Regions from separate parts of the Sus scrofa genome. Here region 2 is linked to region 1. Evidence: chromatin contacts called from public Hi-C data. All regions are on one chromosome and are shown on one strand. The core of a region is the stretch at or near the end of the contact, and the rest is flanking DNA. Distances in the headings are between cores, read along the strand shown. Region 1 holds the start of ERAP2 (endoplasmic reticulum aminopeptidase 2). Region 2 holds the start of LIX1 (protein limb expression 1 homolog).

Region 1 (3,279 bases), core at 262-2,761:
TGTGGCCCTAAAAAGACAAAAAAAAAAAAAAGAGGCGAACAAAGCAGACAAATACCCTGTTTTCAGGGAGCTCATGTTCCAGTGCGGAGACAGATGAAACAAACAAATCAATACATAGAGGAGTTCCCTTTGTGGCTCGGCAGAAACGAATCTGACTGGCATCCATGAGGATGCAGGTTCGATCCCTGGTCTTGCTCAGTGGATTAAGGATCCAGCTTTGCCATGAGCTATGGTGTAGGTCACAGATGAGGCTCAGATCTGGCATTGCTGTGGCCGTAGGCCAACAGCTACAGCTCCGATTTGATCCCTAGCCTGGGAACCTCCATATGCTGTGAGTGTGGCCCTAAAAAAAAAGACCAAAAAAAAAAAATGTATCAAACCACCAGGAACCAGTAAATGCTGAGAAAACAAAAGCAGACTACAGGGATAGACTGGGTGGTGGTAGGAGCGCATTGAAGGAGAGTCTCTGAGCAAGAGACAGAGAAGACGAGGATGAAGGGACATGTGAATTCCCTAAGCAGCAAGCATCCCAAAGCTTGCTCTCTTATCAGGAAATAAAAAGATTAGAAACCTCTTATAGTAAGAAAAAGAAATGTTTTTTAGCCGCCCCTGTGGCATGTAGGAAGTTCCCCAGGCCAGGGATTGAACCAAGCCACAGCAGTGACAACACTGAATCCTTAACCTCTAAGGGAAGTCCAAGACATAGTTTTAAACAGTGAATTTTGCAGTCACCCAGACCCTACTCCACTTCCTGATGGCCCCATTTCTTCATCCTCTGTCACCACTTCTGTTCTCACGGGCAGGGGAGAGTTCTGAGAACACACAGACATGGGTCTTGTGACATGGAATGACGAGGTATTTCTTGTCACAGAGCTACCCCCCCCAAAGCTTCTTCACCCCTCCCTTCCCCACTGCAGAAATAGATTTCCAAAAACCTCCAGGTTTTTTAGCCCATGTGCCTCTTCTTTTTCGTGTCCCCTCTCCTCCAGTTACCTGTTTGCATCTGTAACCCCACCTCATGGTACCCCTTTAACTATAGGAAATGCCACTCTGAGGGACCCCATCCAGGCCTGTGCCACTTTCTAGGAGTAAGCTACCTCCTTGTTTTTCCCCCTTCTACTTTAAGTTTTTCATCCAGGTTGAAATCATAAAATGTAGAAAGAAAAAATGATAAAATATAAAAAGGGAAAAAAAATAGTCCAAGACCTAACAGGGATCTAATCATGGCAGCATTTGAATACTGAACCAAAGCATAGACTACAACTAGCAATAATACCCAGCAGGAAAAGGCATGAAAACCAGCATAGGAAGGAGGCCTAAAGACAGCAGGAACCAAGCTCACTATATTTCACTTGAGAACACCACTCATGGGTGCATGGCCCTTTAATGCAACAGGATGTAAACAAAACGCCAGACAGGCTTTGAAAGAGGTCATGGGGCCCATAGGCAGCCAGTGGGCTGCACATGGTCTCCCCACAGGAACTGCCTCTGTGCGTAAACAGAGGAAACCATAGGGAGGAGGTTTTGAGCAGCGAGGTGGCGTGACCAAGCAGTGGTGAAAGCATTAACCTGCTGGCAGGCATCATACAAGTGGCCTGCAAGGGCACGTCTTGAGAAGCAGCAAGACTTGTTTGAAGGCCGTTGCAAGGAGTAAGGAGGATCTGGGCTGCTTTAATGACTGTGGGGAAAAAAATTTTTTTTTAAGTCGGGTAAAATGAGATTAAAAAGGAAGACTCAACAGGACTTGGTAACAAACCCAAGTGGAGCAGAATCAAAAGAGTGATAGGGTCCAATCCTAGACAATGAAGGAGGGCTTGAAGCAGATGAACTTAAAGCAAAAAGCACCCACCTGGGGGAGGAAGACATTGTTTGAGTTGTTAGTAGAACATTCAGGTGAAGACGGTCCATCAGGCTTTTGGAACCAGAGCAGCTGAAACCGGAAAGGAGGGATCAGGAGATAAATGCAGGACAGATGAGGATAAAGGCGAAATCTCTGCCCTTGAACATGTTCTCCAAGGAAAAGAGTAAAGTGGGAAAAGAGCAGAGAACAGAGGTTTTATCTTTGTGGAAGGCCTGTATCCAGGGTGGTAAGGAGGAGGAGGAGGCCCCAAAAGATGGGGAGATATGCAGCTGGAGAACAGCCCCTTTATGCCCAGGAGGTAAGAGGTTACAGAGAAAAGCCAGGGATAATGACCTCTGGTAAAGCCCACAGAAGCTGGCTGGGAGTTTCCTTTTCAAGTAGATGGACAGAGATCAGATTGCATGGTAATATGGACACAGCACAGGGGGGAATTCAAGATCATGTCTTAAAATAACTCAGCATTTAAAAAAACAAACAAACAACAACAACAACAAAAACCCCCTAGGTCTGAGGGCTTTGCATCTGGGAATATGGGAATAGGAAAGATAAAGCAGCAGGGATAGCAGCCTCTGAGATGCTAGAGTCCTAGCCGGCCTTGCCATGGTGTGGCCTTTACTCTGAAACCTGCTTCTTAGCTACATTTATGCAAAGTTCTAAGTCTTACCAGAATAGAAAGTGAAAGCAAAAATAAATTCCCCTCCGTTCAAATCTGCAACCACATGGATTAAGGTAATATTTCTCTTGAATTTCTTTTAAAATCCTTGTTTTTAGTGAGAATAATGACCTGACTTGAATGTATAAAACTTCTGTATTGAGGAGCGCTTGCAATCTCAGGTGAGGATCTGGGGAAGGCGGGCAAATCTGGCGTTACTGTGTTGGAAAGCATGTGCAGTTAAGGACAGGGTTTAAGAAATTTTCTGTTTCACTGACCCACTCTCTTTGGGAGATTCTCTTCGTTTTTTTCCCCCAGATGTTTGTTGCAGATTTCATTGTCTCCAATCCCCAGATATCTTGTTCCCTGCAATAAAGTGCCATGTAAAGGAAGGGTCAATGAGCCGTATTTTAGTCCTGATTCTTCATCAAGCTTTCTGTGTTTGCAACAGTCACTCACCTCCAGGTTTTTTAGCTGGACACTAAGGACTTGTACTAGCCAGCTTTTAAAATTCTTATCAGTTCCAAAGTTAAAGACCACATGAGTAGCTATCAGAGCCTTTCTCCACTCTCACCAAAATACATACCTTCCTTTGGGTGTGTCTGCTACATGTTACGGCAGAACTCCAAAATTTAGGCCAGAGAATGCGAGTTTTAAGAACCACCTAATAATTTAACATTAAATGTTCATTACATGCTTCCTATATGCAAATTGTTGTGCTGTGCCAAATTCTTCACAAGAGTTATTTCACTTAATCCCCCCTGTG
Region 2 (3,279 bases), core at 526-3,025, 290 kb after region 1:
AAAGCCTCTATTTTCTAAATGATGGCTACTCAAAAACATCTTTAAAAAATAATTGTGATTGGACCCAGAATAATTTGTTCCGGTTTGTGCATCTGACTAATTTGTTCTGTGACTCACAAGAAATCTTAGAATATTAAGGGTAAGAATTTTTTATTTGCCCTCTGAGTTCCTCAAATAATAAAGTTTTTTATATAATAAATACCCAAAGGTGAACTGAGTCAACCAAACAAAGCTGCACAGAGTGAGGTTATACAGTTTCATTTCCAATTTACTTTTGAAACTCTGAATATGAGAAAATGTATTCCAAAATCAACATCTTATGGTTCTACTAAGCTGTTTTCAACATTATTTTATATTATTAAAATGCTTTAAGGTAGACAGATTACAAAAAGTGAATACCTGAATTGAAAGACATAAACATGCCTAAAATTCAAAATTATGTAAATACTTTGAAAATTAGTGTACTTTTCAAGGGATTAGATTTGACATTTTCCTGCATCTGTACCATTAAGATGAATTTATTAGATAGGTCTTGCAAATGGCCAGTAGAATTAATTTTACAAAGGTGAAAGGGAATCTGCTGGCTTTATCAATCTTGGAAAAGAATTTGTTATTTCTCCTGGACAATCGTAACCACAGATCCAAGTAATTCAAGAAAGTCCTATTTGGTGATGATGGGGTGACAATGCCATCTAGTGGCCATTTTTCACTGCAGGTGACATACCCTTTTCTGAAATAATGGGCATGCTGATGAGACTGGAGTATCATCAGAGAGGTATACTTAATCACATCTCACTGGATTATAAAGTCTTTGAGGAAGAAACCACGTCTTATGTATTGTCTTTCTTTCTGGCTCTCAGTGAGTACAGCTGACCCTTAAACGTGGGATTCAAGAGCACTGACACTCACCCCAAGTCAAAAATCCACCTATAACCTTAGAGTCAGTCCTCCCACATCTGCAAATTCAGGCAACCTGAGATCACACAAAACTTACTATAGTATGTATTTACTGAAAAACATCCATATATAACTAGACTCTTGCAGTTCAAACTCATATTGTCCAAGGATCAACTCTATTTGCTAATTTCGACATGAGATATATTTAAGACCTACTCAACTAAAAATACCAGAAAGAACTTTTCACTTCTTATCTCTTTACCTTTCCCCACCTCTAACTTTTCTACTTCTGTCAGGCTACAAAACTGTAAAAACAGCAACTGTAAAAATCATGGTGGGACTATTTAAAGTTTCTATTCCATGAACATTATCAATTTAAATAACAGAAAATAAAATTAGGCATGACTGGCTTATCCTTAATACTAGAGACTAAATAAAACAGATGACAGTGAATTCTTCCAGTGGCTAAATAAACTGCAACCAAGTTGTTTGGAGATTTTCAGAAAGATAAACATCATTATAATTATCATTCCAACAGTTACACTTTAAAGTGCCAGGCATTGTTATAAAGTGCTTTCTGCACATTGTCTCACGCAATCCTCAAAACAGCATTATAGGAATTTTCTGGTGGTGAAGCAAGTTAAGGATCCAGCACTGTCACCACTGTGGCTCAGGTCACTGGTATAGTGCAGGTTTGATTTCTGGTCCAGGAATTGCCACACCCTGTGGGTATGGCCAAATAAACAAACAAACAAAACAGTGATACAAAGTGGTTATAAATCCAATGTTAACAGTGAGAAAGCTGATGAGCCAGAAGGAAGAGAGAGGGAGAAAGAATTAAGACTTGGCTAAGGTTGTTTCTAAGAAGAAAAGCTGGTATATGAAACAAAGCAATATACCTGTTTGAGAACAAAAAACAAAAACAGTGATATTAAGATTCTTTTAAATATGTAAATATTCCTAATAAAAATTACTTGGAAAGTTGGATTGCTTTAGCAGAATTTCTAGTTACTCTTTAGAAGACATATATTGAATGAGTCAAATTTATCAAGAAAGAGGGTTTATTTATCTATTTATATGTATCTGTCTTGGTCCAAAAAATACTGAAGGTGGCTTAAGAAGGGATCAGAGTAGCTGAATGAAAAATAGTCAAGATCTTGAATAATATTACTCTCCCCAAAAGGTAGCTGCTTCCAAGCTTGATTTAATATTCTGCATGTTTTCTCTCCGTTGCTTGGTAAATATATTTGCTTCTCCTTTCTGCAATCGACGTCTGACAGCTGATTTTGCTGTTTTGTCAACTGACGTCTCACCTTCTGTTTCACCAATTCCTAGAAATATTTCATGAATTAGTATTACTAATTATTGACATTTGACAAGGTATAAACATTCAATAAAACATTTATATTGCTAATATTTTTCAAATTTCTGTTAAAAGCATATTTTAAAATTCCAAAAATTGACAGTACTATGTGAACCATCAATAAAATAAAACACCAACTGTTACAAAAACAGGAGGAATTAAATTCCTAACAAATAGATTTTAGCAAAATATAGTATGTAGTTGATAATTCTTTGAATAACAAATCATCATAGTGCCACCTAGTGTCTATAGGTAAAACTAGGAAAAACCAACCAACTCACCAACTAAAACCCCAAACTTTGTAGTGGAAAATTATGTTTGAAAGCATTTACTACTGGTCAAAACATATGCAGGAGTGCCTTCATAACTTGTGTAGAAATGACCCTGATGGTACAGTTACCCATAGAAAAGTCCTCATATAGTTTCTGGAAGAAACAGTATGTTTTCACATGGTGAATAACCATAAATTCAAGTTCTCTCTTATCACTCAAGACATAGGCTGCTAATCTCACATGATTTACAAGATGAAGAAAAATCTGACCAGTCCATTCACAATAACTTTTTTCTTTCCTGTGAATCACTATAGCTTGTTATTTAATTGTAATATAACCTTGCCATCATCCAACCAGTCTCCTAAAGAAAGAAGTGCTGAAACTGTTGAAGCAAGGGTCTCTTCTTAACAGGCCCTATCCTATGCTAGCACAAAGAATCATTTATTAAAATTTTGTCAAGGTAAAAATTAAAGAGTAATGGATTTGAGAGATAAAAAGGGATAGAAAAACTAGTCTATCAAATGTATTTCCTGGACTATAACTCTGGGTCACGTAAGTTAAATGTAAACTTTGGATTATTTTACGTAGCATTTAGGTAAATGGGCTTTAATAAGTGATCCCTCTTTTTTCAGTCTAATGATTCTCAATGAGAGGAAAGGTAGGAGAAGAGAAAGGGAACAGAAGAATCAGAATTCAAGTTCCTGCAGAGGCTGATCGTCCAAGGGCCAGAATCTTATGAGGACCTGG

Evidence for each region. A called contact is a pair of places that touch in the nucleus more often than the background predicts.
Region 2: a Hi-C map of mesenteric adipose tissue shows a contact between it and region 1, with 2.1 times the contacts expected there. The contact joins the promoter of LIX1 here to the promoter of ERAP2 in region 1. A contact is called at or near these places in 2 of 5 promoter capture datasets (fetal liver and liver), 13 of 47 Hi-C or Micro-C datasets (embryonic fibroblasts, epiblast stem cells, fetal heart ventricle and 8 more) and 2 of 2 datasets of contacts at active chromatin or transcription factors (alveolar macrophages and skeletal muscle).

What each region holds. Positions count from the first base shown.
Region 1 is chr2:103,508,914-103,512,192 of Sscrofa11.1, forward strand. It overlaps ERAP2 (endoplasmic reticulum aminopeptidase 2), which reads left to right and starts at 1,512. Exons shown (of 17, transcript XM_021085395.1): 1 at 1,512-2,590. It overlaps LOC110259692 (a long non-coding RNA gene), which reads right to left. Exons shown (of 3, transcript XR_002342061.1): 1 at 2,792-3,279.
Region 2 is chr2:103,800,104-103,803,382 of Sscrofa11.1, forward strand. It overlaps LIX1 (protein limb expression 1 homolog), which reads right to left and starts at 1,776. Exons shown (of 8, transcript XM_003123811.5): 1 at 1-1,776. RIOK2 (serine/threonine-protein kinase RIO2) reads right to left here. Exons shown (of 16, transcript XM_021085153.1): 15 at 2,189-2,228; 16 at 1,941-2,186. The coding sequence ends at 2,065.